Linked DNA regions of Pan troglodytes: all the other regions are linked to region 3. A link is a contact called in public HiChIP or PLAC-seq data. All regions are on one chromosome and are shown on one strand. Each heading gives the region's core, a stretch centred on a gene start, on an enhancer-like site or on the middle of the called end of the contact. The rest is flanking DNA. Distances are from core to core; before and after follow the strand shown. Region 1 holds the start of VAMP1 (vesicle associated membrane protein 1). Region 2 holds the start of NCAPD2 (non-SMC condensin I complex subunit D2). Region 3 holds the start of TNFRSF1A (TNF receptor superfamily member 1A).

What was found. HiChIP or PLAC-seq counts read pairs in DNA pulled down with a chosen protein or histone mark.
Region 1: an H3K4me3 HiChIP or PLAC-seq map of stem cell-derived excitatory neurons shows a contact between it and region 3, with 5 times the contacts expected there. The contact joins the promoter of VAMP1 here to the promoter of TNFRSF1A in region 3. A contact is called at or near these places in 2 of 7 Hi-C or Micro-C datasets (induced pluripotent stem cells and stem cell-derived neural progenitor cells), 1 of 1 datasets of contacts at active chromatin or transcription factors (stem cell-derived excitatory neurons) and 1 of 1 other capture datasets (stem cell-derived neural stem cells).
Region 2: a contact with region 3 is called in an H3K4me3 HiChIP or PLAC-seq map of stem cell-derived excitatory neurons, with 4 times the contacts expected there. The contact joins the promoter of NCAPD2 here to the promoter of TNFRSF1A in region 3. A contact is called at or near these places in 1 of 7 Hi-C or Micro-C datasets (stem cell-derived neural progenitor cells) and 1 of 1 datasets of contacts at active chromatin or transcription factors (stem cell-derived excitatory neurons).

What each region holds. Positions count from the first base shown.
Region 1 is chr10:13,652,706-13,656,889 of NHGRI_mPanTro3-v2.0_pri, reverse strand. It overlaps VAMP1 (vesicle associated membrane protein 1), which reads left to right and starts at 2,784. Exons shown (of 9, transcript XR_010147949.1): 1 at 2,784-3,347.
Region 2 is chr10:13,675,220-13,679,320 of NHGRI_mPanTro3-v2.0_pri, reverse strand. It overlaps NCAPD2 (non-SMC condensin I complex subunit D2), which reads right to left and starts at 2,375. Exons shown (of 32, transcript XM_001161664.8): 1 at 2,070-2,375; 2 at 1,037-1,186. The coding sequence starts at 1,163. It overlaps MRPL51 (mitochondrial ribosomal protein L51), which reads left to right and starts at 2,865. Exons shown (of 3, transcript XM_508954.7): 1 at 2,865-3,166; 2 at 3,252-3,362; 3 at 3,757-4,074. The coding sequence starts at 3,088. The coding sequence ends at 3,953.
Region 3 is chr10:13,520,993-13,525,386 of NHGRI_mPanTro3-v2.0_pri, reverse strand. It overlaps TNFRSF1A (TNF receptor superfamily member 1A), which reads left to right and starts at 1,491. Exons shown (of 10, transcript XM_009424666.4): 1 at 1,491-2,383. The coding sequence starts at 2,345.

The sequences.
Region 1 (4,184 bases), core at 1,535-4,034, 130 kb before region 3:
GAGGGAGACTCCGTCTCAAAAAAAAAAAAAAAAAAAAAAAGTTTAAAAAATGCCACCCCCACAACCCCGTTTTTTTGAGACAGGGTCTCACTCTGTTGCCCAGGTTGGAGTGCAATGATGTGATCATGGCTCACTGCTTTCTTGACCTCCTCAGGCTCAGGTAATCCTCCCACCTCAGCCTCCCAAGTAGTTGGAACTACAGGTGTGTGCCACAATACCCAGCTATATTTTTTTGTATCTATTTCTTGTAGAGACAGGATTTCACCATGTTGTCCAGGCTAGTCTTGAACTCCTGGGCTCAAGTGATCCTCCTGCTTTGGTCTCCCAAAATGCTGGGATTATAGGCGTGAGTCACCATTCAATGATTTTAAGTTGTTTTTTTTTTTTTTTTTTTTTTTTTTTGAGACGGAGTCTCGCCCTGTCGCCCAGGCTGGAGTGCAGTGGCGCAATCTCGGCTCACTGCAAGCTCCGCCTCCCGGGTTCACGCCATTCTCCTGCCTCAGCCTCCCGAGTAGCTGGGACTACAGGCGCCCACCATCACGCCCGGCTAATTTTTTTGTATTTTTAGTAGAGACGGGGTTTCACCGTGTTAGCCAGGATGGTCTCGATCTCCTGACCTCGTGATCCGCCCGCCTCGGCCTCCCAAAGTGCTGGGATTACAAACGTGAGCCACCGCGCCCGGCCCCGATTTTAAGTTTTTTTTCAGGGGAAAGTTGGTGGGGATAAATAGGCATTCATGCTGCCAGAAATATTTCCTCCCATTCTTTTTTCTTTTCTTTTTTTTTTCTTTTCTCTTTCTTTCTTTCTTTCTTTCTTTCTTTCTTTCTTTCTTTCTTTCTTTCTTTCTTTTTTTTTTTTGAGACAGTCTCATTCTGTTGTCCAGGTTGGACTGCAGTGGCAAGATCTCGGCTTACTGCAGCCTCCGCCTCCCGGGTTCAAGTGATCCTCCTGCCTCAGTCTCCCGAGTAGCTGGGACTACAGGCGTCCATGCCCAGCTAATTTTTGTATTTTTAGTAGAGACGGGATTTTGCTGCGTTAGCCAGGTTGGTCTTGAACTCCTGGCTTCAAGTGATCCGCCCTCCTTGGCCTCCCACATTTCTGGGATTACAGGTGTGAGTTACTGCGCCTGGCCCTTTTTCTTTTCTTTTGGAGATAGGGTCTCATTTTGTCACCCAGGTGGGAGGGCAGTGGCGTGATCTCGGCTCACTGCAACCGGAACATCTGGGCTCAAGCTGTCCTTCCGCCTCAGCCCCCCAAGTAGCTGGGACTATGGGAGTGAGCCACCACGCCCGGCCCCATTCTTTTTGTCTTTGGGGGCTTATAATTTTTTGCAAATTTTCCCAAATTGTCATTTTTCCCCCTAACTTGCCATTTTGATGTGGTTTCAGGAGGAGAATGGGATAAACACATATGATGAATGCATTATGTTTCCAAGTGCAATTGTTTCCTTAAGAAGACTTGTGGCATTTGGATAGATAACTTTGGTGGACTTTTTAGAGAATAGATGTAAAGGATGGCAAGACTGGAAGCAGAATGATGTATCATTGATCTTAGGAGGCACTTGGGTTTTTTTGTGTGTGCTTGTTTGTTTTTTTGCATTTCAATATCTTCTAATTGGGATGTTTCACTTTAGCTATTAGTCAGACAGCAGTCAAACTATATTTGTCATACCTGCTCATGAGCATCAAAGCTTGCCAAATGGGTGTCTGAGGCTTGGAAGAAAACTCTAGAGCCTGGAGAGGAACACTCTTAGGAAATGCTGCATCACCAAAGCCCTTATGAAATGCACAGAGGACTACATTGCGTGGAAATTCGTGGACATCCAAGACTGAGTCAAAAAAATGAATCATTAACAATCAGTCTCTGTGAAGTTTTAGGGATAGTTACCATGTTATTGTTTTCTATTTCCCTTTTTATGCATGCACAAGAGTGAAATATAGAAATCGGTATGTATATAAACCCATATTTTCAATACATGTAAAACAAAAATGCTAAGTGGTAAGGAAAGCATTTGTCACAGATAATTTGCAACCTTTTTTCTTTTTTTTTTGAAACAGGGTCTTGCTCTGTTGCCCAGGCTGGAGTGCAGTGGCGTGATCTCGGCTCACTGCAACCGCCGGCTCCCGGGTTCAAGCGATTCTCTTATCTCAGCCTCACGAGTAGCTGGGATTACAGGCGCCCGCCACCACGCCTGGCTGTTTTGTATTTTTAGTAGAGACAGAGGTTTCGCCATGTTGGCCAGGCTGGTCTCGAATTCCTGATCTCAGGTAATCTGCCTGACTCGGCCTCCCAAAGTGCTGGGATTACAGGTGTGAGCCACTGCGCCCGGCCTTGTAACCTTTTTTCTTAGCGGGACATAAAATAATGGTGAATTTTCCAACTGATGGAGTCCAGGAAAGGGATAATAGTGAGCAGAGGGGAGATAATCACTGGAATGCCAAGAAGGAAAAATCAACTCGACTTGGCAGATTACTGGGGGAGAGGTAAAAGTGAAGGGGAGGAAATCTAGGATGGTTTCCACGTTTCTGGTCTGGGCAACTGAGTCGATGTGGTAACCTCGACTGGAGCAGGTTTGGGAGGGAGTTCAATTTAGGAAGGCTATGTTGAAAGAAACGAATGAACGAAAGCTTCGTGCTTGCTTTGCTGGGACGGAACCCCGCATCCGGTATCTGGCACCGGGAGTTTGTGGCTGTGTCTCGAGGCTCCTGCACCCTCTCAGAGCGTTAGTCAGAGGCGGGGCGGTGGTGCGGAGCGAGGGCCAGAGCAGGGCACCAGGGCTGGGCGCGCACCAGGAAGCCACCGCCTCCAGCTGAATGCGCGAATCCCGGCGCGGGGTGGGGCAGGGGCGGGCACGGTCTTCAGTAACTGCCCAGCGATTGGTTGGGAGGCACCACAAATGCCTAACAAACTGCTGAAGCGCCCTCCGAAGGGACAGACCTCATCTCCACCCCGCCCCGTCCCTCCGCCAGACTGGAGCGCAAACTATGGTCGCATTGATCACTGAAGGACCCTCACAGCAACCGCTCCTTTCCGGAGTCGGATGAGAGGAGAGTTGTGACTGGCAATTGGCAGGGGCGGGGCGGGCTAGGCCTGTAGCGCTGGGCGACCGTCCTGGGCATGGATTGGGCCGCGGGGTTGTCACCGTTATCCGGGAGGCGTGGTCAGCACTAATAAAGGCGGGGGCCGGCGCGGCAGCTGCAGTAAGTTCCACCGCAGCTAGACCGCGGGGTGGTCGGCGCGAGGCGGAGCTTGGCAGTTCCGTCCACTTCAGCCGCAGCGTCCCTCGCCGGGTGTCTCGCCGCAGCCTCCGGAGAGGAACAGACCCTCACTCTCTCTGTCAGAAAAATGTGAGTTGACTCTGGTGTGGGGGCTCGGCACCTCCTTGACAACTCTCGCCCCAAGCTCCCGACTCTGCGGGACGGAAAATGGCGCAATGCAGCAGCTGCAGCAACGCGGGGAACTACCACCGCGCGCCGTCTCCGGACCGGGCCACCCCCAGGGAGGGGGGCCAGCACCCCATTCTCGCACCAGCCACAGCTAGCACCCCACGGGCGGGGCAGGGGCGCAGGGGTCCCACAATCATTGCACCCTCTCCTCTCGTCTGAGTGGCGCCTCATTCTGGTTTTGGTATAGTGGAGACTCGGAGAGGGCGGGGGCTGAGGGTGGTGGATGGAGACAACTGGGCAGGGGACTCGAAAGGTATTTCTGTCATCTGGCTAAATCACTACTCAGCGCCTCAGGAAAGACAGTCATGGGTGCAACTGCCAGTTGGTAACTTGTGTTGCCCTACAATCTCTGGACTTGTTTACCCCTCACCCAAAGTGTGATGTCTAGCCCCCCTCATGGCAGTGAGCAAAGCTGCAGAAACTTATCTGCCAGTTCTCTGGCACCAGGTGAGCAGCTCAGAAAGACTCAAGGGGTAGTGGGATAGTGGCCTGTCATCCCAAGCGGCTATTCATACCACGGCCATTCGTATAGGAGATGTTTTTCTATCACCGAGTCTTACCAAATAGTTGGAGGAGAAATAGGGAGAGCTGAGCTTTCCCCCTTTCCTCCAACACACACAGTTTAGTCTCCAGCAGTCTTCAACATCACCCCCTTCGCAAGATCCTGAGGGAAAACTACGGCTAAACAAACGAAGTACTTCTCTGTCAAGACCTCAATATGTCTAATACAGATTTTTC
Region 2 (4,101 bases), core at 1,126-3,625, 150 kb before region 3:
TCTACTAAAAATACAAAAATTAGCCAGGCAGTAGTGGCGTGCGCCTGTAATCCTAGCTACTTGGGAGGCTGAAGCAGGAGAATCGCTTGAGCCTCGGGAGGCGGAGGTTGTGGTGAGCCGATATCGCACCACTGCACTCCAGTCTGGGCAACAGAGTGAGACCCTGTCTCAAAAAAAAAAAAAAAAAAAAGAAAAACAAAAAGAAGTTGCCATCTAGCAACCATGAAAGAAAGGCCAAGAAGAGACAAGCTAGGACCATATTGTCGAGCTGCTGCATTAACCAACCCTTCTTCTTGTAGGTGATAACAAATGAATTGGTTATTATCTCTATATTTACAGATGATGAAACCAAGGCACCGAGAGAATTAAGTAACTTGTCTAAGGTCAGAGTGGTAGAACCAGGATTCAAATCCAGGCAGCCTGGCTCCAGTCTTTAATCTCTATACCTCTCCAAAGCAAGCTAACTGCTACAAGACCGCTCCCAACAAGTACAAGGACATTATGAAGTCTTTCTGGTAATGCAAAAGGTGCTTTTGATCATTTACAGGTTTCAGTAGGTGACTGCACTGTACATATATTGCTCAGTGTTGCAGTGGTACATATATATTATGGGTTTTTGTCCCCATAATTGCACATCTTGGAAGGAAGATACCTAGACTCTAAAAAGGTATTACCAAAAACAGGTCGGGTTAAATCCGAGATATTCTGAAAAAGCGATCCACTCCTATAACTCTTAAATCCACCAGGACTTAATTTTGACACACGGTAAGGGGTAAAGATGGAAAATAACTTTTCCCCAAAGAGTAATCACATACACCAAGACTGTTTTTGACTAATCCAGAAAAGGAAGTTAATGAATGTACTCTTTGGGTCATGCATCCCATGCAATTTTAGGATAAAACAGCAAAATAGGAAAAACATGTTTCTTGCTCTTATGATGCTTCCTGGTGTAGTGGAACAGAAATGACAATGTAGCAATTCCATGTGAGATGGTCCTTTGAAAGAGCTAGGTACAGTGACAGCTATGGACTCTTACCTCTAAGCTGTGGTGGAAGATGTTTGATGGACAGTACCTCTTGCACAACATACTGATTCACCCCTCCACTTTTCAACAACTCCTCTGGGGATAATGGCAGATGGAACTCATACATTTGGGGAGCCATTCTACTCCTACAGGCTCACAGGGCTAGAAACCAAACAGTGAAAAGGTCAGGGTCTATATTCAAGACCTGTCTTCGTATCTGGTTCTATTACTTTCCCATCCCCAACATATATAATGGCTTTTAGTTTTACAGCAAGCTAGTAACATCATCTGGTTTTGTTACTTCCCCACCCCCAACATATATAATGGCTTTTAGTTTTATAGCAAGCTAGCAACATTATCTTACGGGATCTGAGATTGACCCTGGACTAGAAACTAATTCTAGTAGTGACTTTGGCACTTGGTCTTGACACTTAAACCCCTGGGCTTTATCTGTAAAAACAGGGTTACTAAACTCTGATTACTTCACAAAGTTGCTCTGATGATCAAACAAATCAAGCAGTACGAAGGTGTTTAAAGAACTATAAAGTGGCATATTAATGTGCAAAGTATTATTATTTCCATTTTTATGTGCAAAGCTCCTTAAGTATAGAGAGAATGGTCTGATCTCATCTGAGGCCAAAACAGTGCCCCAGCATGGGCTAGTGGGCTTCCTGCACCAGAATGGTAAGAGCATTAACAATGATGATTTATTTATCCTGTGCCAAGTCTGTTAGGCTGTTTGCATGTATCATATCTGATCTAAGTCTCCTAACCTCAATCCCATGAGGTGCATAATAATACAAATGAGTTTACAGAGCGGAAATTGAAGTAAGAAAGTTAAGCGATTTGCTTAACATCTTCCGTTGCGGATCTGTTAAGCGATTTGCTTAACATCTTCCGTTGCGGATCTGTGAGACTTACAGTTTCTCCCACATCGCGCCCAGGGATATACCTACTAGGCCTATTGTATTTTGCCCAAGACTGGGTCACACTGCCATGTACTCGACTTTCCTACTCTTTTACGACCTGCAACACCACATCTTACCTGGGGATCTCACCCGCGGCTCTGATTCCGGCAGTCAGGCTGAAATGAAAAGGAAAAAACACGCGTGCACAACACGCACCAATTAGCAAGGCAGTTTTCAAGTCGGCGGAGAATCCGGCCAATCCCCGGCAGGCAGAGGCAAAGGGCCGCCTCTGAGTCTGGCAACGCGCGGGCAAAGCCACAAATACCGAGTTCAAATCTCAACGGCTGCAGGAAGGCCAATCGCGACGCTCGCCGGAGCGGCCGGCCAATCACAGCACCGCCCGGGGGCGGGCCAAGGCTCCGGCTCCGGCCCCCGCTCCCACCCCCGGCCCGCCTGCGAATCCCTCCTTGGCCGCAAGGTCCCCGTTTGCCCAGTCGGCGGGGAGGAGGCCGTATTTCTGCCGGCCGGAGATGTCGCGTCCCTGGCTGGGCATTCAGTCACCCCCAGGAAAGGAGGCAAATCCACGCTGGGAGTTAGAAGGCATCGCCTCTAATCCAGGTTTCGCCATCTCCTCTGCTAAGTGACGTCCAGCAAGTCACTTCACTTTCAGGACCTCAAATCTCCTCCCCAGTAGTAAAATAGGGGTAATAAAAACAGCTACAGCGCAAGACTGTTGTGAGGCACAGAGAAAGGGCTTGGTCTTTGGAAGCGGGTTCCAGGTTCTCAACCTTCATTTCCTTCACGGTTGAAGGACGCCAAAGAAAGCGGAAAGGGTGAATTTTCTTGAAATCTCAGTTTTGGGGAATCTTAGCGACGAGTCGCGGACCTCAGCTTGTCCGGCGCTCCAAAACTTCCGGCAGGCGGACCGGAAGCACTAAGGCGGGAAGGGTGGTAGAGGCCCCTCCGGCCGGAACCCGGGGGGCGGGGCTTGTGGCTGTTGCGGATGGGGCGTAGGTGGGCGGTGCGCCCACAGCTGCTTGGGTAAGGCCCAAAATGGCTGCCTTCGCCTTAGTACTCGTGTGAAGTTGGCGGGGACGGTTCCTGTCATCTTCTTGGGCTTATTTGGTGTGCTGTTGAAGGGGGGAGACTAGAGAAATGGCAGGGAACCTCTTATCCGGGGCAGGTAGGCGCCTGTGGGACTGGGTGCCTCTGGCGTGCAGAAGCTTCTCTCTTGGTAAGTGGCTGATGTAGACACCCCGATAACTGCTTCGTAGTATAATAGGCGGCTCAGATTAATTCCCTCCCTTCCCCATCCCCAGATGTGCCTAGATTGATCGGTATAAGGCTCACTCTCCCGCCCCCCAAAGTGGTTGATCGTTGGAACGAGAAAAGGGCCATGTTCGGAGTGTATGACAACATCGGGATCCTGGGTAAGACTTGACCTTCGACGTGGTACACAATTTCAGAATGGCAATTACGCTGTAACGACTATCTTTTCCTCCTGTGTAGAGAGTGGTACTGTGCTCAATAGTAAGAGCAAACACTTATGTAGCTGTTTACATTGTGTTTGGCACTGTTCTGAGTGCCCTCGTATAATTTTTACTTCATAAGTAAAAATAAACAATTTTTCCAAAGTTAATAAATGGCAGCATCAGAATTTTAACCCCAAGCAGTCTGGCTGCAGAGTCTGTGCTATTGTTCTGTACTGTAATGTGCCTTGTCTATAGGTGCTGCTCAGCAAGATGCAACCGTGGGTTGAAAGCTTAGCTGGTGTAGGATGGGTTCTCTTGTCTTGGATCTAATGTGTTCTCTCACATTACACAGGAAACTTTGAAAAGCACCCCAAAGAACTGATCAGGGGGCCCATATGGCTTCGAGGTTGGAAAGGGAATGAATTGCAACGTTGTATCCGAAAGAGGAAAATGGTTGGAAGTAGAATGTTCGCTGATGACCTGCACAACCTTAATAAACGCATCCGCTATCTCTACAAACACTTTAACCGACATGGGAAGTTTCGATAGAAGAGAAAGCTGAGAACTTCGGAAAAGGCTCATCTGTCACCCTGGAGAAGGGAAACTGTACTTTTCCCTGTGAGGAAACGGCTTTGTACTTTCTCTGTAATAAAATGGGGCTTCTTTGGAATTTGATAGCCACATACTTTTGTTTTCC
Region 3 (4,394 bases), core at 242-2,741:
AATGCTTAATATATGGCAAACACTTGCTAAACACTTTATATGCTTGATTTAAGCATCAAGCTAGCTCGGTGAAGGGTACCAGCAGGTTTCCCATTTTTTAGATGAGCAGACCGAGGTTCCTCTCGCTGCTTCATACTGGAAACTTGCACTTGATTCTGAGGCTCCTGCTTCTTCAAGAACACTGCTTTGGCTTCGCTTCTCCTGTCCCTGGGGTCTCCCTTTGTGATGGTGGTGAGCTGCTTCCTTTCTGAATCCCGCTTCAACCCTACAGTTCTCCAGAAGCTGGACGATGGGGTGGAGTAAAGTCAGCTCCCCCCGCAGTGAGGGACACTGAAGCTCCATTCTCATCTACGGATCACAGAGGGGAAGCCAGGAAGAGCCAGGGGACGGTGGACTTGGGGCTGGGAGGTCATCTCGGAGGGACAAGGGGTGAGGAGCTCTGGTTTCAAGTTCCAAAGCCCTAGGACCTCCCTCTTCTCTGTCTGCCTGCATTTCTAGCAGCCTCAGCAGCTGCAGGCCCTTGGGCGGGGCTGGATGTAGGGAAGGTCATTGTACCAAGAAGATAGTTGGGTAAATGTGGTACCTTTGTTGTAGGATTCTCTTGGGAGATGTCTGCATCAATGAGGATGGCATAAAGTAACCAGAGTCAGGATGTGGGGTCTGACTCAGTGACAGAAAAAGTGGCAGTGTGTCTCTCATAGCCAAAGGGGCCCTTGGACTGGCAGTCGGGAGTCTGGGGTTCTCTGTTGGCTCTGCCTCCTGGCACATTGGGTTTCTGGACCTCAGTTTTCTCCTCTATAAAACCGGGCAGTTGGGTGGGCATGGTGGCTCACACCTGTAATCCTAGCACTTTAGGAGGCTGAGGTGGGCAGATCATTTGGGCCCAGGAGTTCAAGACCTGCCTGTGTAACATGGTGAGACCCTGTCTCTACAAAAAATACAAAAATTACCCAGGCGTGGTGGTATGCACCTATAGTCCCAGCTACTTGGGAGGCTGAGGTGGGAGGATTACTTGAGCCTGGGAGGTCGAGGCTGCAGTGAGCTGTGATGGTACCACTGCACTCCAGCCTGGGAAACAGAGCGGACCCTCAAAACAAAAACAAAAATGAAAAACAAGCAAACGAAGAAATAAAAAAACCTAGGGGGTTGTAGTTGATGATCTGTAAGGTGAGTTGTAATTGATGTATTGGAATATTTAGGAAAAGGGCACTGGGAATATGCTAGGAACACCTGATGGAGGTATCTTTATTTCCACGGCAGCTTCGTGGATATGTCTCATTGATTCTCATGGCATCACTTTCCCCATGTAGGTGGGCAGACATTGTTACCCCTGTTTAATAAACAAGGAACCAACAGAGGCTTAGGAGAGGAGTTGCCTGATGTCGCATGATTGGGGGCAGAGCCAGGATCAACAGTGGGGCAGGGTGGGGGGACCTGGCCAGGCAGAGACTGGATGAGACCTGGGGTGAGGAATGGCAGGCAGCCAGTCAGGGCAGAAAACGAGGGTTGGGACTTACTTTGAGGTTTGGATTGGATCAGTAAATTCCCAAGAAAGAGGGAGACTAGGAGGCTAGTGAAGAACTCTGGAGTAAAGGGGAGGATTACTAAGGGACATGGAGTACCTATCATGTGTCGGACGCTTATCTATATCTCTCCCATCTGAACAAATCCTTACAGGAACCCCAGGAGACAGGTTATCTCCACTCTGCGAATTGGAAAACAGATCCAGAGAGGTTCAGTTATGTGTCTGAGAAGTTCAGTTATGTGTCCAAGACACATTCTTAGCTAAAAAGCTAAGCATTCTGAATTAGAACCCAGAGAATTTGACTCCCAAACTCTGGATCTTTTCACTGCTGTGATCCATCTGGGAAAGGCTAGTGATGCGGGCAAGGGGCTTATTGCCCCTTGGTGTTTGGTTGGGAGTGGTGGGATTGGTGGGTTGGGGGCACAAGGCAGCCAGATCTGGGACTCCTGTGCTTGTGACTGGACTACAAAGAGTTAAAGAACGTTGGGCCTCCTCCTCCCGCCTCCTGTGGCCTCCTCCTCCAGCTCTTCCTGTCCCGCTGTTGCAACACCGCCTCACTCTTCCCCTCCCACCTTCTCTCCCCTCCTCTCTGCTTTAATTTTCTCAGAATTCTCTGGACTCAGGCTCCAGTTCTGGCCTTTGGGGTTCAAGATCACTGGGACCAGGCCGTGATCTCTATGCCCGAGTCTCAATCCTCAACTGTCACCCCAAGGCACTTGGGACGTCCTGGACAGACCGAGTCCCGGGAAGCCTCCAGCACTGCCGCTGCCACACTGCCCTGAGCCCAAATGGGGGAGTGAGAGGCCATAGCTGTCTGGCATGGGCCTCTCCACCGTGCCTGACCTGCTGCTGCCACTGGTGAGACCGGGGACAAAGGGAAGAGTGGGCTGGTGGGCGAGGCACCTTCCGGCCGGCGTGGGCCCTCTCCGGGAGGGGGCCGAGCCTCTCCTGCCCGGGCCTGGTCCTGGCGCCAGCCTCAGGCCTGCAGGTCCTAACCTCAGCCACTGCCAGTGTGGGGTTCCCCATTCATCCGCCTTTTGGAGTAAGGGCTGCGCTGAGGCAGGGGAATGGGAGAAGTTTGAAAGGGAGAGAGTAAAAGGAAGCCCTGGCCCCTGACAGCCGTGGAAGTTTGTGGGGGGCCAAGGGAATGTGGGCAGGAGATAGGCCCAGGGTGGGGCAGATTTGGCGGGCAAAAGAAGGGAGTGGGAGTAGGAAGGTTAGCGCTCGGGGAGTCCAGACGGTTCTGAATTCTGTCCCTCCGGTCAGCTGGCTGGCCTGGAGGGTGTTGGGCCGTGGGGAGGCGAGGCTGCCTGTGGAACTTGGTGGAGCACACCCTGTAGGGCAGGATTTTGGCGGCTGGTGAAGTGGGGGAGTGAGTTGAGGAGTGGGGATGGGCTGGTGTGGTGGGTTTGGGATGCTCATGGTGGGAGGTATTTGAGAATGGGCTGGGACACTGGATGGGGCAGGGCAACCCAGTGGACAGTGTCCCCAGTGCCCTGGCCAAGCCCCGGCCTCTCACCTGGGGACATTCTTTACCCTTTTGCCTGCTGCTAGGCAGGTGGCCGCTGTGGGACTGAGCCTTCCCAGGGAGCTAGTCCTACCCCCACCTGGTCAGTGTCCCTGGGCCTGTCCTCCAGCTTCCCCTCCCCGCTGCTTCTCACAGACCTAAACAACAATCCCTTGGTATCTTATTCTACAGTTCAGTTTGGGGAAGTTGGTAGAAAGTTGTTTTCGTCACTGGAAAATGTCCCTTTCTCTGGCCTCAGCCTTGTTTCAATGTATCCTTGATCGTCCTCCACGTCTTGGTCCGGGAATCATCCTGTTCAGATGTCCTGGGCCCATCTAGTCGGGCAGATTTTCCCTGCCCTGTTGTGGCCCTGCCCTGCCCGGCCTCTGAAGGCTGCGCCTACCTCCCCTCTCTTTAGTGCCTTATACTCTTCCTCTCCTACCATTCCTTTCTTCCAGCAATCTCCCCAGACTCTCCTCAGACTTCTCAGAGCCTCTTTTTTTGAAATCTTTTCTCGCTAATCCTCCTTCCCCTCCTCTCTGCTCCGCTCTGGTCCCAGCCCCAGGTCCCCAGGCAGCACGTCTCTGGTCAGAGTCTCACTCTTCTCCTTCTGCCTCCTTAGTCCCACCCCCTCTTCCCTTCTTCCCACTGTCCTTCCCCCACCGTCTCCCCACCAGCCAGCTGCCCTGACATCCTGCTTCTGTTTTCTGTTTGGGGGCGGCCCCTGGCTCCCTCACATACCTCCTGCATGAACAAGAGCAGCTTATATAACCTAACCTTCCATGCCTTCGTTTCTTTATCTCCAAAATGGGTGTCACAGTCGTGACCTCATACTGTTGTTTTGAAGATTGAATAGACTGATACATGTTAAGTGTTCATTTGATTTATTAAGTGTGCGCTCTGGGCTAGACACTGTGATAGGTGCTGGGATTACAGCAGAGAACAAAATCCCTGCCCACAGCTTTGACAGTCCATCAGGGGAATAGGTTGTAGCAAATAGAAAGCACTCAATAAAGTTTTTATATTGCTGTGATTAGTAGTAATTACTGGGTGGCTACCTGTGTTGGGAAAACAGAGGGTAAAGGTAGCCTGAACAGGTAAAGGGAAGTGCCTGCGTCCTGGGGTGCTTCAGCCCAGGTGGGATTATGTCTCCTAAGGGACAGAAGCCTGGCCTGGAGCTGGAGGAAAGGGAAAACAAAGGGAATGCAACATCCTTCTGAATTTCTCACCATTCAGTGGGCAATGCAGAGCTCACGTGTGTGTGTGTGTGTGTGTGAGAGAGAGAGAGAGAGAGAGAGAGAGAGAAGTGGGGTAGGGGAGTAGGGAAGAATGATACAGGAGAGACTGTGGCAAAGCAAACAG